2 separate regions of the Sus scrofa genome follow, and region 1 is linked to region 2. The links are chromatin contacts, called in public Hi-C maps. All regions are on one chromosome and are shown on one strand. Each heading gives the region's core, a stretch centred on a gene start, on an enhancer-like site or on the middle of the called end of the contact. The rest is flanking DNA. Distances are from core to core; before and after follow the strand shown. Region 1 overlaps LOC106507649 (a long non-coding RNA gene). Region 2 overlaps LOC106507649 (a long non-coding RNA gene).

Region 1 (5,544 bases), core at 704-3,203, 150 kb before region 2:
CAGAATACACCACTTGGTTTCAAGATGCCAACCTATTAGGAAGGAGGCCAAGAAAAGTGATTTAGTTTAGGAGGAAGAGGAGAGAAGGTGTGTTGGTGAACACAGGCAGGCTCTGCTATAGAAGGTTTTTTGGGGGAGGTCTTTGTGACTGGCATCATACAGCATGGCTGGTAACTGCATAGAGGGTCTGTGCACAGATTTAATCCTCCAGAAAAAGTAAATTAACTCCATATTTATTTAGAAATGTTTGACTTGTGGGAAAGGAAGAGACATGTCATGACTGAAAAGTTGGGAATCTCATAAACTAAAAATGTGAATTCAGGTTTACTATAGAAGCCCTCCAAATGCACCATACATGCCAGCCTTATAAAACCATTGGCGGTTCCATGAGACATCTTTTCTTATGTGCTGTATCCTCTAGCCAAGACACTCCTTTCTTTTTGGTCTCTTAATCTGGGTTCCTTCTACTTACCTTTTTTAAGCCTTAGCTCAAGGATTAGCTCCATAGATTTTACTACCTCAATGTGGGTTAAGTGATTCTTCTCTGTGCTCACACAACACCCTAGAAAATACTCTCCCTATTTATTGCATATTGCACTCTATTACAATTGTGCTTTATTGATCTCTTGGTCTCAACTATTTGACTCTGAGCATAGTAAGAGCAGGGTCATGTATTTAATCTCTGTATCTTCAGTGCCTGGCACATGGCAGACCTGTAATTAGTATTTGCCACATTGATTAATGAACAAATGCATATTCATGACTTAATTATATATGTGTATATAATTTAATCACACTTAAGATGCAGTAATTAATAACAAATAGTCTTATACTTTTTCATTATTAGATGTCTGGGAAGCAAATATTCTAGGTTATTCTAGTAAATAACCCACTTTGACAACTGTGCTCATTTGTGGTATGTGCCCATAAGAAGGGATGAGTGAAAGGCTGGAAATGAAGTGGTAGGAGGGAAGAAAACTAAAAGAGAGGGAGAGATGGAAAATGAAGAGGTAAGTATATGCTCGTATATGAGTTTTTTGGATTTGTTTTTGTTTTTATGGGCTGCAGGTGAGGCACCCAGAAGTTCCTAGACTAGGGGTTGAATCGGAGCTGTAGCTGCTGGCCTAATAGCAAGTGGGATCTGAGCTGTGTCTGTGACCTACACTACAGCTCACAGCAATGCTGGATCCTTAACCCACTGAGCTAGCCCAGGGATTGAATCTGTGTTCTTATGGATACTAGTCTGGTTTGTTACCACTGCACCACAATGGGAACTCTGTATATGAGTTTTTTAATGAAAAAATATTTTTATATAAACTCTTTATTTTTTATATAATATTCTTGGTTAGCACATAATGGAAAACTTGCTAAAAAAGTTATCTTCCTTGGTGTTACAGAAAGACACCATTATTTTCTGCCTGCAAAATTATATGTGAATTGAGACTTAACTACATCTGACTTTGATTAGTTTGCTGTACAAATAGAATCAGATGGCTGTACTTGAGAATGAGTCATCCACCCTCCATCCTTCTTTGTTAATGTTCTCTAAATTTAATAGTGGTGTTGTGTAATCTATCACGTGGGTATTATCAGACAGATTTAGAAAAGGACACTTAACGATGTGTTCTGGCCACACAGACAACTATATTTTGTTGTTTGGGTGCCAAAGAGGTTTTCTAATTATCTTGGGTGGTATTGTGACTCATTATAGCTCTGTACAAGCACAGAGAGAAGGGTCAGTGCCAAGAGCTTGTCTAAATTGCCTTCACACTCCAAGGGTACCAGCTATAGAAGAAGGTTATAACTTGAAATGAACAGTCCTATCTCTCCCTCAAGGCATGGCTAATTTCATTTTACCTTTTCCCTCCCACAAATCCTTCCCCCAGCTCCCAACTCTGAACTCCATTAGCCACTTATTAGCCATTGCACTCCTTTGATATCTTTAACCTTCTGTCCTGGATTGTTGCATGTCACTCTCCAGATACAAGACAACCTTCTCTGGTGAGTATGTAAACTCCTCAGGAGCAGGGACAGTTGTTATTTTTAGAATTAAAAAGATTGTTACAAAATGATGAGGACCATTTATATTTCAAGTTATTTGGGGGTTTTACATTTGAGAAGTTTTGGGGACTTCTCACGTGTTTCCCTATAACCAACAGAAGCATTCAAAGCAAGTTTTGAAAGTTGTAAACATTATTTAAAATAAACAAGAGTTCCTGTTGTGGCTCAGTGGAAATGAATTTGACTATTATCCATGAGGATGCAGGTTCAATCCCTGGCCTTGCTCAGTGGGTCAAGGATCTGGTGTTGTCATGGACTGTGGTATAGGTCACAGATGTAGCTCGGATCTGGTGTTGCTGTGGCTGTGGTGTAGGCCAGCGGCTACCACTCTGATTCGACCCCTAGCCTGGGAATCTCCTTATGCCGCAGGTGCAGCCCTAAAGAGACATAAACAAACAAACAAACAAACAAATAAATAAATAAAATAACCAGAAAATCCCCCAAATCCATGTTATCTAGTCTGAATATTTTAAGTTTTCACAGTCTTATTTATGAGAGTATCTTTGTATCCCTTTCCAAATTATGATTAAGAGCTAAGAGCTTTATGTACATTGTCTTGGATATGGTTTTGCCTAAGCCTCAGTTTCTCAAACTGGAGTACTGGTATCTCCTAGGAGAACTTGAATTTGTACAAAGGAACTCAAAAAATACAGAATAAAATATTGGATAAATAACTTAGAAAATCCAGATAACTCAGTAGAAGTATATCTTAGATTTACATAAAAACTTGCATGGAAAAAGAAAAACTTACATGGAAATGTTTACAGTAGCTTTATAATAACCCCAAACTGCAAACAACCAAAATAATCAATGAATAAGCAGACTGTAGTATGTCCGCACAGTAGATCACAACTCAGCAATAAAGGAACAGACTATTGATTCAATCAGTACTATGGAAGAATCTTAAATGACTGATGTTACGTGAAATAAACCATATTCGAAAGACTTCAAGGTGTATATGCTCAAGTATATGACATTCTGGAAAAATCAAATTTTAAGAAAAGAGAACAAATTGAAGTTTCCAGGAGTTGCAGTGAAGAGGGGATTGACTGCAAAAGGGCACTTCTAGGGGTGAAGGGTCGATCCTGTGCTGACTGTAGAGTGGTCACTTAACCATATATATTTGTCAATACTTGACCATACACCAAGAAGAGTAAAATTTATTGTGTATTAAGTGAAAAAACCTTTTTTTTTAATGCCAGGAAGTTGATATTGGCAGAATGTTATAAAATTTTTACTTTCAGCATAGTAATTACATTTTTCTGAAGTAGTTTAGCTATGTATTTCCAAAGCCATGAAATTCCTCATAGTTTTTCATCTGGTAATCCCATACTGAAGCATTTATTCCAAGAAGATCATCAAAAACATGGGAAACCTGTACACATAGAGAGGTTTGTCACTTTTTTAATAGGTGAAAATGTTGTCTAAGTGCTTCTATTTGCATTTCCTTTTTTTGGTAGCAAAAATATATATATACACACACACACATATTTACACATTTTATAACTAGTTTTGTGGGAAAGAATAAGATTAATATCTTAGTGATTGAAGGGTAGCAGATCTTTTGAAAGCAGATCCTCTTTCAGTAAACATGCAAAAACCTCTCATTTCTGTGAAAGTTATAAATAGTTTGTGATTTAGTAAAATTTTTACTGTTGCTGTAGATAAATAAAAACATTGAAATACAAAAAATATGATTGCTAGATCAGCTGTTTAGTGGGATCTTGGTTTGAGTCTTGAGTACATTTCATAGTTGAAAGCTTGCCTTACAATTTTTATTCCTCTAATCCAGTCTGAACCCTTGAATTTCATATGTTTAATATCAGAATATGAGAAATGAAAACCTCAAGTTTCGTGCATTCTTTTTTCATTGACACCTTAAAATTTTGAACTCCACTCAAACTTTTCATTCTTTTTAGTTCATTTAATGTTGGCAATATGTGCTCTTTGGTTCATGAAGCTTTTAAACATTCCATTAGATACTGTGAAGCAATGTTTTGGCAAATCAAAAATAGATGACTGTAAACCATAAAATGTTTTCTTAAAAATGGCCACATATTTTTAAAAAACCAGCTGGAGCAGTGCTAGCAGAAATGTGCTAGGGTGAGGTAAGGAGGTAATTATTTGTGGATGAAAAGATCATCTCTAACAACGAAAAAGGTAAAGGTACAGTTCCTTATTTACTAATTCAGGCACCAAATGTTTTTTGAGCATTTATTATATATACACAATGTTCCAGGCACTGTGATTTAGTTGGGAATAAAGTAGACAACAGTCCCTTCTCTAAAATGGAGCTTAACATTTTAGCTTAATCAGAAATTGGAGGAGTTCCTGTCATGGCTCAGTTGTAGAGAACCTGACTAGTATCCATGAGGATTCAGATTTGATCCCTGGCCACACTCAGCAGCTAAAGGATTCAGCATTGCCTTGAGTTGTGGTGTAGTTTGCAGACACGAATCGGATCCCATGTTGCCGGCTTGTGGTGTAGGCCTGCAGCTGTAGCTCTGATTCAACCCCTAGCCTGGGAACTTCTATATGCTGAGGGTGCAGCCCTAAAATGACAAAAAAAAAAACCCCAAACAAACGAACATAACAACAACAACAATAGAAACTGGAACAGATAGAGTTTAGTTCATCCTCAGTTATTTTCACCTTTTTATAAATGCATATGGTCCTATATAAAGCTTTTTTTTTTTTTTTTGTCTTTTTGCCTTTTCTGGAGCCACTCCCGCGGCATATGGAGGTTCCCAGGCTAGGGATCGAATCGAAGCTGTAGATGCTGGCCTACGCCAGAGTCACAGCAACGCGGGATCTGAGCTGCGTCTGCAACCTACACCACAGCTCACGGCAACACCAGATCCTAACCCACTGAGGGAGGCCAGGGATCAAACCTGCAACTTCATGGTTCCTAGTTGGATTTGTTAACCACTGAGCCACGACAGGAACTCCTCACCTATGTTTTTGATCAGTAGCTGTCTTGTTTGAATGTAGCACTTCCTCATATTTTTCACATTACTCATCTTTACCTGAAACATTACTTACCAATAGTACAAACCCTCCCAAGAGAATGTAAGCTCCATGCAGGCATGGGCTTAGTCTGTTTCATGTACATGTTATATTCTAAGGGCCTGGGACATAGTAAGACCCCAGTAAATATTTGCTGAACTAACAGAGTTGCCAAATTTAGCAAATAAAAAAATAAGATATCTAATTAAATTTAAATTTTAAATAAAAAGCAAATTTAAAAATAATTTTTAAAATTGAAGTATAGTTGATTTACAGTGCTGTATAAATTTCTCCAGTACAGCAAAATAATTCAGTTATATATGTATATACATTCTTTTTTATATTCTTTTCCATTATTGTTTATTTCAAGATGTTGAATACAGTAGGACTTTGTTGATTATCCATTCTGTATGTAGTAGTTTGCATCCACTAACCCCAAATTTCCAGACCATTCTTCCCTCACCCACCTCCCTATTG
Region 2 (5,471 bases), core at 804-3,303:
CAAGGTGCTCATAGTTGAAAATCGAAGCAAATTTTTGTAGAACATTGTTCAAAGTGCTTGATATACATTAATCTGATAACAACTTCATAAGGCGTGTATTATCATCACCCCCAATTTACAGATGAGGCAACTAAGATGAAGGGAGATAAATTACTTGCCCAAATTCACTCTGATAAGTGGCAAAGCTAGGATTTGATTCCATTTTCTTAATTACTCTGCTTTACTGCTGCTCCAGCCTGGAGCAAGGGACACAGACTGGTAAGCAAATCATCACACAATGATACAGTAATAGATATACATACATGGTTTGGAAGTAGCCCAGAGAAGAAATTGGTTATCTATTGGAAAGGGAGAATCACGGAAGACTCACTGGGGAAAGTGATGTGGAACTGAGTTTTGAGGGATAAATTGAAATTTTCTATGTGGAAAGAGTGCTGGGGAGAAGATTCTAGGTGATAGCATTTTTAAGACAGGGAAGTATTAAACGGTGTGATGTCTAGAGGGAATCAACATCAGTTTGGAATTTGTGGAGAATTCCTTGAAATAGAGGCCAAGAAAAGTGGCTAGAAGAGCTACCAGGGGAAGTTTGTCCAACCACCCGGATTTGCTGAGACCTGATTCTGAAGGTTGTAGGAAACATGGAAGCCTTGCAAGAAGGAGGGGTGCAATGGCATAGCATGCAAGATCAGACTTGCTTGTTAGAAATACCACCTTAGGAGTTCCTGTCATGGCTCAGCAGAAATCAATCTGACTAGCATCCATGAGGATGCAGATTCGATCCCTGGCCTTGCTCAGTGGGTTAAGATTCCAGTGTTGCTATGGCTGTGGTATAGGCCAGCAGTTACAGCTCTGATTCGATCCCCTGCCTGGGAACTTCCATATGCTGTGGGTCTGGCTCTAAAAAGCAAAAAAAAAAAAAAATCATGGGCTCTGTTTGGAGCGTATTTCATTAGGGACAGTGTGACTTTCTGGGGGAAAAGTGATGTACTGGGTTATATGGGGTCTCCACTAAGTAAAATGTTTGGAGCTTTCAAGTAGAGGCCATGGATGTGAATAAAATCCCTGAGAGAAACAAAGCAAAGCTCCGAGGGCTGAACTAGAACCTTGGGGAATGATCACAGCAGGAGTGGGAAGAGGAAGAGAAGCCTGAGGAGGAAAGTAAAATGTTACCAAAGAGGCAGCAAGGCACTCAGCCAGCGCCCATCACACTTCACAGAAACGATGGAAACACACCCTCCCCTGACTGCCTACTGACAAATTCCTACTCATTTGTTCTTCAAAGTTCAAGTCAAGGGTTTCCTACTTTGGAAAGGCTTCCTTGACTGCCCCTTTCAGTGTAAATGCTCCTTTTCCTTTGATGCTCACTGGTGCTTGGGCATAACTTGCATTTTATACAAAGTATTCCTTCACATCTTGGTCTGAACGTGTCTTAACACTGAAGCCTCTTGAGGGTGAGAACATTATTTATTCCATGTCACATTGCCTGGAGAAGATGCTCAGTAATTGTTTGCTGAATGGAACACTTTGAGAAACATTTGGTACTACTGAGACTGCCTCAGACAGGGTCACTACAAAATCTACCTAATTCTGTTCCCATTTACTGCTCCTTGATTTGGGAGTTACCTGCTGTTCTCCAAAATAACCCATATTGATCTCTGTTCCCAGAAAGCTCCTATTAATTGCCTTGAGAAGTCCTAATCTCTCAGAGCCCAGGCACATTTTCCAGAAGGCCCTTTTCGCTGCCAGTCCAGACGTCAAACTACCATCAACATCCCCACACCCAAAAGTTAATTATCCCTCTTCTGTACAAACTGTCTTATGCATGTTTCTGATTGTACGTTATTTTCTGTTGATCACATGCTATTATTAGAATGTGTTCATCTCTGTGTCTCACCTACTAAACTGTGAGCCTGAGTAAAAAAAAAAAAATCAATGTCTTAAAAGATCTGTGGCACCAGCAGCTATGACGAAAGTCAGCACAGGGCAGGTACTTGGGAAATCCACGTAGAATTGGATGGTTTGTACCATCTAGCCATCAAGTGGGCCACCGCTAGAGGGCACTGACAGCTCAATCAGACTGGAAGTACTTGAGGTGTTCCCATAGCCCACACACAAGGTCAGGGCTGTTTGCCAAAGCACCAGAACTCAAACCTGGATTTCTGTACTTCACCCAGACAGGAGGACAGAAGGTCAATGGTCTTATTAGCCCTTATTTCTGGGTCAATTTCTTTGCTCTGAATGCCTCACTTGGTTTCTAACTACTTTCTTTGCTAATGTACGATGCATTCTCCTTCCTTCATCAAGGGTGTCCAAAAAACAGCTCTATTCAAGTCACCTCTTCTCAGCACGTTATACAAGGCCCTGCACAACTGCCCAACCTGCCCTTGTTAGGTATGTCTTCCACCAGCCCTGGTCCTCCACCACCCTGGCAGTGCCAAGCTGGTGTGCTGTTCACTGAAGAGACGTTGACTCTCATGCATGGTGTGCTATTAGCTCAGGCTGTTTCTTCATCTGTGAACACCCTTCTCCACCCTCAGACTCCCACTTGACATGCAAGGATCTTTGATCATCTACTCAATGATGCGTTTTCCAACCATCAGGAAGATTTTGCTGTTCTTTCTTCTCTAGATGTTAAAAATGTACCTTTAGGACATTTATTACACTATTCATTTTTCTTTGTCTGCTTATTCCTTTCCTCCAGTTGCTATTTCCTTCTCAAGGGCAGTTATCACAATTCAGAACCTATGGGCTGTTTACTTTGAATGAAAAATAGCTGGAAAGATAGAGGATCTTTCATGATCCCTAGACAAGCCCATGAGATCTGGCTCCATCCTGAAAAAGCTTTCCCAATTGGGGTGGCAAGAAAGAAACATCCAGACACATTATTCTCCAAATTTAACAAAACTCTTCAGGGAGTTGAGATTGTCTGTGCTTAGATTGTAAACTGGCAGCGTTGTGTTAGTCTTCTCTTCCTTGTCTGTAACTGACTTTATTGAGTACCGTGACAGGCAAGAACCAATAAGCCTCAAGATTAATTTCATTTGCTATTTTGGGCCTATAAGATAAAGATTAAACTCCAAAGCAAAACATATAAGGTTCTTATATCATGGATATACCATGCTGTTCTTTATCCCAGGCCTTTGCATGGCTGTTTGCCCTGCCTGGAATCTATATACCTCCACTCGGTACACTTCACCTATTGGCAATTTTCCATACAGGATCCCCCTATCTCATTTTGACAACTCCTTCCAACCCCACCTCTGCTATGACACCACCCTATCTTTCACAACCAAATTTGGCTCTCCTTTTCCACGTTCCCATTGTGTTTTTGAATATTTCTTGTTTATCCCTTATAATTGTTTGCTTCCTCTTTGTTTTCCCTTTGAGACTATGTACTCCTTGATAAATAGGTTTAATTCTTCCCGTCTCTAAAGCTCCAGCATTTGACATAGTGTCTGACACAAGCATGCACTTATTCAATACTCAATGAATGACTGAATGTTTTATTCCCTTATTCAATGAATACTAGCTGCCAAATATCTGTCCTTGGGATTTGGGTGGTTTAACCTTTTGCAGCTCAGTTCCCTAGATGTGGACACAAAGTTAAGGGCGAGTGGATTTTGGAAATTCCAGAGAGTGTCAATAGGGAAGTCTGTCTGCTGGTGACAGAGTCATAGACACCAAAGTTATGCTCTGGATAATAACTTCCATCCACAGGGAGGCAGGACTGATCAAATTAAGGCACATGCCACCTGAGCAGGGTCTAGAGAAACATAGACTTCTAGAACAAGAACTGCAATAGGAGCCAAAGTGAAAGCCTTATTCTGCAAAATAGAAGCATTGGAGGAAATTCATGCTTGAGTTTCTCTCTTTTTCAGCAGAAAGGCTCACCCTCAGGAGTTCAGAATCTTGAGTCATAGCTGCCCTGTAATCACACAGGAAAGCAAAAATGCCAAGGCATACTTGGGGGTGGCTGGAGCCACAGGAAGTGGTTCAGGTGGTGGGCAGAACTAAGTGGACCTGTTAGAAGCTGGGGAGCCTGTGCTGGGGTTTTGAGATGGGGCAGACAGCAGGAACCATGTCCATCTCTGTGTCCTTGCTACTGGGTTTAGCACAAAGCCTCAAAAAATATTTGTGGAATTGTTAAATCATGATTCTTTCCATCATAGGCCACTGGGGAACAGATCAGAGACTAGTGATTAATTTCAAATGATTTGGGCGGGATAGAGGAAGGCAAGAATAAGGAGCCCCTAAGGTCATGCTAAGCCTTCTAATGTGAAATCTAATATGAATGCAAACCTGATTACCTAATAGCTAGAGGCTTATCTGACTTGAAATTGACTCTGCTGTTAAATCCTTATGCGGGGTCATTCCATTTTTAAGGTGCTATTTTAGCTTATCAAAAATTAAAGTATGTTCTCCCCTCCCACATTCCATTTGAGAAGTATATCTGTCATATTAAGATACTTTTTATCAGGTTTACCAGCCTGCTTGTCAAAAGTTTATTACAGTTAGTCTCCAGAGAATTATAAATATCTTTATCCTCAGATGTGGTTGTGTTGGAGGAAGGGTGGGGAAAAAGGAGGATAAGGGTGGCAGTTGATCTTTTAAAAGCCATTGCCCTATTAAGTACTTTGAATTGCTTCTCTATTGTTCTTTTCCATGAGTTTGAGCTCTAATAAACTTGTTGATCTGAGGGACCTGGTTCCATGTTGGTAAGGTTGTGGGAGGTGGTTCGTGTTTTTCCTTGGCCAAATTCTCATATTCTTCCTGTGAGGGATAGTGGTATTTCTCTTGAAGAACTATTAATAATTTATTTTTATCTTGTAAACAGCATGCATAACTGGTGGTGTTTTGCTCTTTGCAACTCGTATTTGTGCAATGGCTGAATGTTTTGTGTCCCACTTCTTGTCGATTCATTTTAAAAACGGAGTCAAAATAACAACCATTATTGACCACTCACTGTGTTCCATGCACTGAACCTTACATTCTCTTAATCCTCACTACCTGCAGTCCTTTATGAATTAAGTTCTACTTTTATCTCCTTTTTGCACATGGAGAGAGTGGAGACTCAGAGAAATTAAACAGGGTACCTAAGGGTTATTCAGCCCTCGTTCTATGCGATGTTAAAGTCTGTGTGGCAGGTGTGACATTCAGACCACAAACACAGCTACACGTGAAATATCTCATTTATCTATTTTTATAAAATCAACTGAAATTATTCTCTAAGCCTATTCAGCCAGGGTGGCAGGAAATTCAGTTGAAGTCACTGTTGGGACTCCTGGCACCATGGAGTTGCACTGAGGTCCTAGAGTTAGTGGCAGGTAGCCCCACATCATGGGACAGGCAGTCACTGGCTGTGGATCCACTGAGTACTACTGAGATTCCCATTGCTCCAGATGCATCTGGTCCTTCCCACCAGGCCACTCTCCTGCTCCATCTCACACTTGAGGCACAGGATCTCTGGGAAA

Evidence for each region. Hi-C and Micro-C count contacts between places; a contact is called where the count stands out from the background.
Region 1: a contact with region 2 is called in a Hi-C map of embryonic fibroblasts, with 1.6 times the contacts expected there. The contact joins two enhancer-like sites. A contact is called at or near these places in 3 of 47 Hi-C or Micro-C datasets (embryonic fibroblasts, fetal heart ventricle and heart right ventricle).

What each region holds. Positions count from the first base shown.
Region 1 is chr6:142,285,405-142,290,948 of Sscrofa11.1, reverse strand. The region is part of intron 1 of LOC106507649 (a long non-coding RNA gene); the gene reads left to right. Among named protein-coding and RNA genes, the nearest start is that of CTH, 200 kb to the left of the region's middle. Within about 2 kb of position 1,953, at least 7 of the 83 cell types and tissues checked have an H3K27ac peak or open chromatin away from gene starts, as enhancers often do.
Region 2 is chr6:142,136,018-142,141,488 of Sscrofa11.1, reverse strand. The region is part of intron 3 of LOC106507649 (a long non-coding RNA gene); the gene reads left to right. It also overlaps a transcript of PTGER3 not described here. Among named protein-coding and RNA genes, the nearest start is that of PTGER3, 180 kb to the right of the region's middle. Within about 2 kb of position 2,053, at least 5 of the 83 cell types and tissues checked have an H3K27ac peak or open chromatin away from gene starts, as enhancers often do.